Linked DNA regions of Ostrinia nubilalis: region 2 is linked to region 1. Evidence: chromatin contacts called from public Hi-C data. All regions are on one chromosome and are shown on one strand. The core of a region is the stretch at or near the end of the contact, and the rest is flanking DNA. Distances in the headings are between cores, read along the strand shown. Region 1 holds the start of LOC135071260. Region 2 holds the start of LOC135071269.

The links. A called contact is a pair of places that touch in the nucleus more often than the background predicts.
Region 2: a contact with region 1 is called in a Hi-C map of whole body, with 3 times the contacts expected there. The contact joins the promoter of LOC135071269 here to the promoter of LOC135071260 in region 1. A contact is called at or near these places in 3 of 5 Hi-C or Micro-C datasets (whole body and whole larva).

The regions. Positions count from the first base shown.
Region 1 is chr4:16,236,622-16,241,372 of ilOstNubi1.1, forward strand. LOC135071260 reads left to right here and starts at 2,768. Exons shown (of 7, transcript XM_063965049.1): 1 at 2,768-2,838.
Region 2 is chr4:16,395,660-16,400,603 of ilOstNubi1.1, forward strand. LOC135071269 reads left to right here and starts at 1,951. Exons shown (of 8, transcript XM_063965061.1): 1 at 1,951-2,066. The coding sequence starts at 2,048.

The DNA.
Region 1 (4,751 bases), core at 1,518-4,017:
CTTGGTAAGACCTTTCAAATGACACTACAAACATTACTATTGGAGCCGGGTACCATTCTGCAAAAAAATATGTATATCTTCGTACACAACCAGATCTGAGGCTGGTGGTCATAGTAAAAGTTGTTCATCTTGGTAAGACCTTTCAAACGATACTAGACTCATATCTATTGGAGCCGGGTACCATTTTGCCCATTGTCCTTTATTATCCGGATTATGTGCCTCTTGGTTAGCTTTCGTTTATTTGCAACGACTGGAGCACAAACAATATATAAAAAATTTGAACTTTATTTACAAAACGTTTGCTTGAATTTTCAATATGATATTCTTTTGTTTTTGTATTATACTCGTAGGTACTTACTTAACGCACTTTATCATAAATGCATCACGAAGTGGGTATTGTACTGGTATCAAAAAGATAAAAGCTAGGAGTTTTGAGATGAGAGCTTAATAAGTTCGCAGTATTGACGAGTTTACAGGTTGAATGAACTTGACAAATAGGATACAGAGAAAACACATTTTGATGCTTCATGTGAAAGTGTCTTAACCAGTATGTCGTAAATCAAATTAGAATTAAATTCAAGATTATGTGGCTAATCCATCCTTTCTGAAATTAGAGATTTGCAAATTCATATTTGGTAAACCAGTTCCTATGGATTACATTACGCACGATAAACTCTTTATGTGACAGATATAAATTAGGAAAACTAGTTAATAAATTGAGTACCTATAAAGTAAGGTGTTGTTATTATTTCAAAATCTACTTAGACCTAATAAACATGCAAATGTTTAAAAGTCTAATGATCAATTAGACGAAACTACATTATAAAACACCTGTATATTTATAATAGACTAGCGGCCGCCCGCGACTTCGTACGCGTGGATCCCGTTTTACCCCCTTAGGGGTGGAGTTTCGTAAAATCCTAAGCCTACGTCATAACATCTACCTACATGCCAAATTTCAGCCCGAGCCGTCTAGTGGTTTGGACTGTGCGTTGATAGATCACTATGCCAGTCAGTTATGTATTTAGATAGAGTTTGAGATTACCTACTGTAGACTCTATAATCTATATAATTGTTATATGTAAATTCCTTTTATTCGGGAAATCTCCGACTGGTTAAAACAATTTTCTACTAATTACTTAGGTATAGGTACTCCTTTTATTTTTAATACCCAAGCTAGAGCTAATCCTAAGTATAAATATCCACAATCATCGTTCAAAGTACACACTATACAGCCACTGTTTCACAATATGTGACGTTAATCCTTCCTCGTACAGGCGCCTCCCGATAGCGCGTGAAATCAGATATTAGTGGGACTCTCGTTATCTATGGCGATAACAGTTACGTAGGCGAATACCGTGGCACATTCCAAGCTACATCAGCTGGCTCTACGCAAATAAGTCAGACAAAGACCTACTTGGTAGACACAAAAATATTGTCAATTGTCTTTCTCTACATCCAGAAGTTATTTTTTAATGAAAGGAAAATAGCCAGGAAATAAGGCTGAAAATTCAATGAAGGAATATGCCTTTACTTTCGATGTGACTGCCATAGCTCATAAAAATACGACGATACGTGACGTCCACGTTTTTTAAAGTTAACTGACGTTACCATTGTATAATAAAAAAAAATATGTAAAAAAATTAAATGTATGTAAACTTTTTCTATTTTTCTTATTACAATAGTAAGTTGGAGGTAAGAACCTCAAGCAATCTCGATACATTTGAAAGTAGTCCATAGTAAGCGGAAAAATTTGTTTCCGGATATTTTTTTACGTTGAAAATTCTATACTCAAACTCCCCGATTTTCATTTTACTTTTGATACGCATCACTAAATTTCATAAATTGCTCTCTCTCTCTCTTACATACCTAAAATATTTCTTTTGAAAAATACTGTGTACGAGTAGGTATATCAGAACATAAGATACGCATAGGTATTCTTAGTTAAGTTGAATGCAAAATATGGCGACCTGAATGCTTATACTCTGACGTCATGGCTATGAATAAATTAAATTATATTCTTGTGCAGACATCACGAGCAGTCCTTGAAGGGTCGATCTGGATTGCGTATTCAAATGGGAATATCATTTTCATATCACAATAGTAAACATCCGGACGGATGTATTCATGGTCTACCCGCAATCCGCATACATTTTCATGACCATGTTTACTTGTACTATAATTCTTATGGGTATACGCATTGATACACTATCTACGTGGGTCTAGTGTGGTATTTCGCAATGATTTTGGATATTAGATTCTACGAAATTATGTCAGTGACTTATAAAATTCAAAATTTTATAAGGACAGTACTGTAATACTTGTCATGTATGTATGTATTATGAACAACTAGCTACATTAGATACCTACCTATTCATTTATTCATTATTTCTTCGAATGGCAAAAAAATGCTTGAAATGCAAAATATTTAGAATGTTTGATGTTTAAAGTCCACGAACTCCGTAAAACCGTATGAGCATGATCGACATTAGTCGCCTGATGAAAATGTAGAGTCCACGAAAACCTAAACCAAGGAAGTTAAAAGTTATTACAATAGGTACTATGATATCACAGTCCTACCATAGACCTAGCAATGAAGCCATTGCTGAAGTGAAAACAATTTCACGGTTTCGGCTCGCACCTCGCAGGCAAGGCAGTGTGAATCCGTATTCCGTGGGGGGCAGTCGCGTCGTTCATTCCGCGACCGCGCGCGCCGGCGAAACTTTTATCAATTAAAACTATCGCAAAACTACACCAAAACATTCCAAAGCATATTTAACTGTGGTACTGACTAGTGTGTTTTGTGCCAGTGTGCGGTTGCCGGCCACGTGATTTCAGGTAAATATGCCATTCGCGATTTATCACGGCAGAAGTTGGAATATCACGAATTTGTGGATCTCGAAAGCTCTTTAGTTTGTTGATATGTTTATACCGTTACTAGATTTGAATAAACATCAATTAAAGTATGGATTAAGTTTCAAACAGGAAAGCTTTGGTATGTTGTTGTTAAAGTGACAGGACATAAATGGTTTGGTTTGGTGGTATTCTGTGTATGTAAATAAAATAAAACATAATCTTTTTATTTTAATCAAATTAGCAATTTAAATTGAAGGATCAAAATATTTATGGGATTAAAGGCAAGAGATTCTCTCGTTTGCGGTTTTTTATTGCTTAGATTTGTATATTTTATGAGAAGTAAAGTTTGACAATAAACCAGAGATTAGTTAAATAAAACGTAGCAGATTCAAGTCATAGAGTTCTTTTTGGTGTGAATTTCGACCACTACTTAGTACGTACCTAATTTAGAAATTCTCAAAATTGAAGAGGTATAGGTTACCCACTAGAAAAACACTGCATTATCCAGTTTAATTAATGTCGGGACTGCAGGATTTTCGCCACAAACCAGAAGTGTCAATAATGTTGGAATCAGTTTTCGAAAGAAGCCCAAACCATCGATTTATTTACTCACCTCTGGTTAGGGGAGACCAACCTTCTCTTGCTCTCCACCAGCCACGGATACCCGAGACAGAAACTCGTTCCATATTGGACACCGAATATCATAAGTACTCCATCTAATCTGGATCAGGAACAGATCGGTGAAAGGTCCTTCTCAGTATCCGAGAGACCGAGAGCACTTCTTCACTGACCGTGGCCAAGCTAAGGTTTAAAAGATATACTAGGACACTCTCTACTTTAATATAAATATCGACATATAATTTCCCAAAAAAAATGCTTAGTAATTTAATTAGCATAATCGGCAGACAAGGTTGGCATGTAGTCAGCTAAAGTTTCATTTCGGGAGTTCTTTAAAAGGTTATAAAGTTAGTTAAGCCATTAATAATGCCATTGAGCAGTTTAACTGCAAATTTTCCCATTAATATGAAATTAATTAGCATAAATGTTTTTTAATAAATGTATAAATAGCGGAAATGTTATTTAAAAACTAATCAGCATTGAAAATCTTTTAATAACCTTTTAAAATGGTATAGAAGTTAGTAACATACAATACAACTCATACGCAGAATTTTTGCGTATAGTGCACATTAGGCCTTAACATGTGTTGTACAACAACACATCAAATTGCTTACTAATAATTACTATTATTGTTATATGTTACACCTACACATATTTTGATAACATTGTTATCAGCTGTGAAGCAATAAGATCGTGAGGCAATCATAATAAAACTTATCAAAGTGATACCTGAAAACATGAGAGATTTTGTCAAACATTTGGGGAGATATTGGCGTTGCTATGCCAAATTACGTCCAACATTCGGATATTCGAATACCATCCCTTCGGGGAAGTCGTTTTATTTTTCTCGAGCGTAAATCACGGAGGCATGGCGTTTTATTTGGATTCCTATTGGATACTGGGAATCGCGACGTCTCTCCGCTGATAGCGATAAGTCATTTCGGCTGTAAACCCCTTCGAGATTAAAACTTCTGATGAGAAAAGCAATAAGTTTTATGCAAACATATTCAGCTGGGTTGCACCATCTCATACATTTAACAAACGTCAAAAATGTGTCAAACCCCATACAAAAAACACCGGTTATCGTTATAGTCACGGTTAAAGTTAGGTGGTGCATCTCAGCCTTAGAAAATGATTTTTATGAATCGCGTGATTCTGGGTATACTCGTAAATGACAGAAAACGCGTTTTTTTTATAATAATAATTGTTGTAGCTGCATGCACCTGAAAATTAAAAACACAACAATCTACTTTCACTGGCGTTGTTATCATAAATTG
Region 2 (4,944 bases), core at 701-3,200, 160 kb after region 1:
TAACAAGCTAATTATTTAACGCCTGGAAATCAACTGAAGAAAAAACTGAAAATGAAAGCTGCCTCTGCCAATAATGTCCTGCAATTTATATCAAAGTTTAACGTTATCTAAATCGTACTTAAAGTATCATAAAGTATACCTACTCAATTCGCACCAAACTCCATATAAAATAATGAAAGACACATCTACCTTGTTAAAATGTAAATGCAATTATGTATATTTTTAATTAAAACTACTACACACCACTACTACTAAATTGTAATTTGGAGTCTAGCCAAAACTGCTCCATTAGATAGCTGTTTAAGTTCGCAATTGCCTTCCCCTCAGCATTCAAAGGGGGAATAGTCTAACAGACTTAAGTACATAAGTGTACACGTATGCAGGTAATTGGTTCAAAAACAAAGTTAATCTTGATCGATTAAGGTCAAGGCGCCTCTGGAATGATTGCGAGTGCAAGTGCGCCGTGACGTCACCGCACTATAATCAATCAATGGCATTATGACGTGTCCCCGAGGCCGTAATAAAGGGATAAGTAGTAGGAACCTGCAATTCACCCTCCCCCTTAAATCTATGACCATAAGGGCGAAAACTCGGCAGTCTGAGAGTCATCGCGCATTGTGGCAGCGACGTAACCTCGACAGGCGGAAGCGGCCAAGAATAGAATAATTTCAAATCGCATGGAAATCAAATTTTCTACAACATAATACTATTTTCATACGTTGTTTACTTATAATATTATTCCACGAAATGTATTACATTTACAGTGACATAATGTAATAGGTAACCTACATACGATTGTAATCTATTCCGGTTATTATAGTTAGGCTGGGTTGCACCATCTTACTTTAACTTTGACAAACGTCAAAAATCTGTCAAACTCCATACAAAAATCGCCGGTTATCGTTATAGTTACGGTCAAAGTTAGGTGGTGCAACTCAGCCTTAGTAGTCAGCTGATGGCTTATGATCAATATAAGTTATTAAATGTCGAATTTATGAATTTCTGATGCAGTACTAAATGTAAATTATGGGTAAGTACATTAGGCCTTTCTGAAAAATCTATGTTTTAAATAAAATCACACCAAATCACGTTATTTACGGCTGTGCTTTTGAAAAATTCATGTTTTTTTACCAAAATGTGTTTTATTACAATAAATTATAATATGTACGAGTACCTATACAAAAAGATAAACCATTCACTCACATCGTAGCAATGATTTCCTATCTTTCATTACGCTATCGGTTTACGAAATTAGTTCTATCGAATAGTAGCGGTCACTCTCATAGCTATAGTTACCTCTTACTACAACAATAACATTCAACAAGGAATTAAAACTTATGGAATTTCTAATATTTCACAACAAAAGTAAAATGTACAGACAATATTTCACTTACCAGACCAGCTGGTTGAGACATTCCTCGTACTTATTTCTCTCTTCTCGATTATATCTTTTCTTACCAACATTGCACTACACACATTTCACACACAAATATCACAATTAAGCCACAAAGCACCATTAATTGTTATCGTTCTACAAGCTTAAAATGGACAAAACCGTAACACACAACATATCGACATATTTCTAGAGCATTTCTATCAATACTGACGGTTGTGTCAAGGAAACTTTCCTTTATTTTCTTAACTACCTTCTTTTATCCTCGTGATTTGACTGGCAACATAAATCAATTGACAGCTGAAAATAAGAATATACGATTCTAAATTCAAATTTTGTTTTCTAAGAGAAAAACCTGACGTTACGTCAGTTTTTTTTATATTTAAAATTGGCACACTAACACAATGGACGAACTTATGCGCGAATTTTCCTTACAAAATGAAATGGGTCCCGTTTCATAAATGGTTCTCGACATAATATAAGTTATGAATATTGGTAAGTATTTTTACTGGCAAGACCATTTTTCTTTTCCAGCGGTATAATTTCGTGGTAAACAAACGGCGGTGGCGAGGGTGGCACGTGTTGGTCAGTCGTCGTCCCGCGGCCGGCCGCCCCACGCGAGCGATGCCCGTCCGTTAGCCACTCGCCGCCGCCATGACCGATGACATACCAGGTGACAAGCGACCACCATTATTTTATAATCTGTTTAAAAAAAATGTGATAGAACACTGGCCAGTTTCAAAAACATACGCATTATAATGGATTTTTATTTTTAAATTATAGTGAAAGATTAACATATCATAATCGTGATAGTTGGGTAAATGCCGCCACCAAAAGTGTTCTGTCAGAATGTAGAGTTTGAGAAAAAAGACTCATTTTGTTTTAATCTTAAGAATTGTGTCCATTCGCTGTTTGTAATGCCCTAGTTTACGGTGGTCATTAAGGTTATGCGAAATTCTATAAAGTACGCCCGAACCATTTACAATGTCGTTCTAGTGAATGTCTTGCATGCTAAATACGTAGTTTATTTGTAAACGCGAATTGAAACGTGGTGCAAAGTATGTGTTTGCAGGGTGTTAGCATATTTTCATCTAGTGCTTTTGTTGTACAGATTGACGTTTTACTTTACTTTTTTTTACAGTGTTATTTCATCTTTTTTATTCTTCTATCATTAGTAGTAGTATTATCATTGATTACTGTCATAAAAAATACATTTCAAATGGATGTTTTATCGCACCACAATGTAACATTCTGAATCAACTTAGAAATTTAATTTAATCAGCTGAACGAAAGTCCGACGAAGGAAATAACACTGCTGGTGAGTAAGAGCAACATTTTGACACTAATTTATAACTATTTTTTACAACTACCCCAACTTTTTTATTCTTTGAACTGCATCTTTTGTACAGTGCGTACAATTTATTTCATGCAACTACTTACTGTATTTCAGAAATATTTATGAAACATGTTCACACAACCTTGCCTTAATTTACAATTGCCTTAATAAATGGAACGGACATGTTTATTTTAAATAGCATTGTCAATTTAGATCCATTTCAAAAATAAACTTACGTACAAAAATAAGACTCAGATGCCGTCACCTGAACACGCTTTGCTTATCGATTCCTAACGACTTTGGGTCAGAAATTGAGGTCGAGTTTTATAGTATAATCAAGATTAGCCCTTTATTTTCATGGAGCCCATGAAAATTCGTATTTTATCACGCTCATATAATAGGATATCATTACCTTTATTGTGCCTAATAAAATTACGGAGAGTACAAATAGTTTTTAATTATTGATTAAATTTTATTTTCGAAATATCACTTGCATTTAGTTACTAGTGAAAACTACTTCGGTACTGACTTGTAGTGATATGGCTGATATACAGCTTACTGAAGTACAATCTGTGCAATGGTGCTGCTGAGCCAAACGCCCTGTATATTATGCTGCACTTTTTCCGAACACGGTGCAATTAGCATATAATAATAAAATCCCCGTATCACGCTAGCACCACCCTCGCATGCCAACCCGCGACCGGCATAATCAACTGCCCTGTACTCTGGCGATACAGAAATATGTACTTAGTAAAAATATTAGAGCCGTTAGGTATGGAAATATAAGTCAAACGACTTTTGCTAACTTCTGTCGAAAAAATTGGTCAAAAACCCTAAAAACCATATATTTCTTCGGGAAAAAAACCATTATAATAAAATTATATACTACTGCTCTAAAGTCATCAATTTCCAATAGGAATTTACACCAAGGATTTTCGTCAATTATTAAAGAAAACAAAAAGAAAAATCTTTATCCATTTTTTGATTTTGAAAAAACTAAGAAAATAATTAAAGAGATATTATTTTATGTATATCTTATCTTATGTTATGTTTATGTTACCGTATTCTATATTAACACTCTTCAAGTTGTTATTTCTTCATGTTATTTCTATAAGATTAATGGGAACCTAAATCAGTTTCATTGAATTACCGACTCTACCAAACATTGTGTATCTTGTGCTAACAAGATCATGATTTATGTCAGCGTTTGAACATAAGCTGCTATTACGACTTCTTAGTCCATTTGTAATGGAATTAGGGACAGGACTAATATTACTTGAGTAGTCATTAGTCGCCTGATTACCCACTCGTAAGCGCTCTAGTAGAAAATCCGTAGTGTAAACGTAGTGTATGTTGCCAATCTATGTACGAATACTTGCATTAGACTTTTGTTACGCAACTTAAAAAGGGTTTAATTTCTAAAAGTTGTCATATTTAATGCTAAGATAAAACGTGAATGTCGAAAACCTCATTTATTCATCATTATTTTTAGCCATAGGACGTCCACTGCTGAACATAGGCCTCCTCCAATGAAATCATAATGACTATTATGATTATTCAATCAAGTATAAAACCAAATTCCTTTCATAGACAAAGGTAATGCTTATCATGGTTGTGTAGAGCACTTAAAATTATTAGTTATATAGGTATGTAAGACTGACCTTAACATCTGAAATGCTATTTCAGTACGTGACGGACAACCCTTTATACCATACCAGCGACATTTAAAAATAGCCCGAACTTTGGTTAAATTCCATCCATCACGTTAATCTAAATTGCTAAATACTAACTCGACAAATCTCACAGTCCATCAACTTAAACAGAACGAACTATTACCACGAATACCACATTAATATTATAGGTATTTGCTAGAATGATGTAATACCACTTTAGTGCTATTATATTCTTTAGCCAGAATTCCAAGTATTTCTATACACAATTACTGGCTACAAGTGTTATTCGTGAAAAAGGTGCTATTAATTTCGGACATGATACCGATCTCCGACAGCTTGAGGTAGCCGAAACAGCCTTCGGACAAGGTCACCGGAAGTCACGTGACCTAAGGGCTGCTTTACATTTTCCTGCACCTTTAGTTCAGCTACGCGTCGGTGTAATTTAGTCATCTCAAGTGACGTCAGATGGAAATTTTCACCACCACTAATGGAGCGTAATAAAAGTTGGGGTAGAGAATGACGCATGGCATTTACATTTCTAT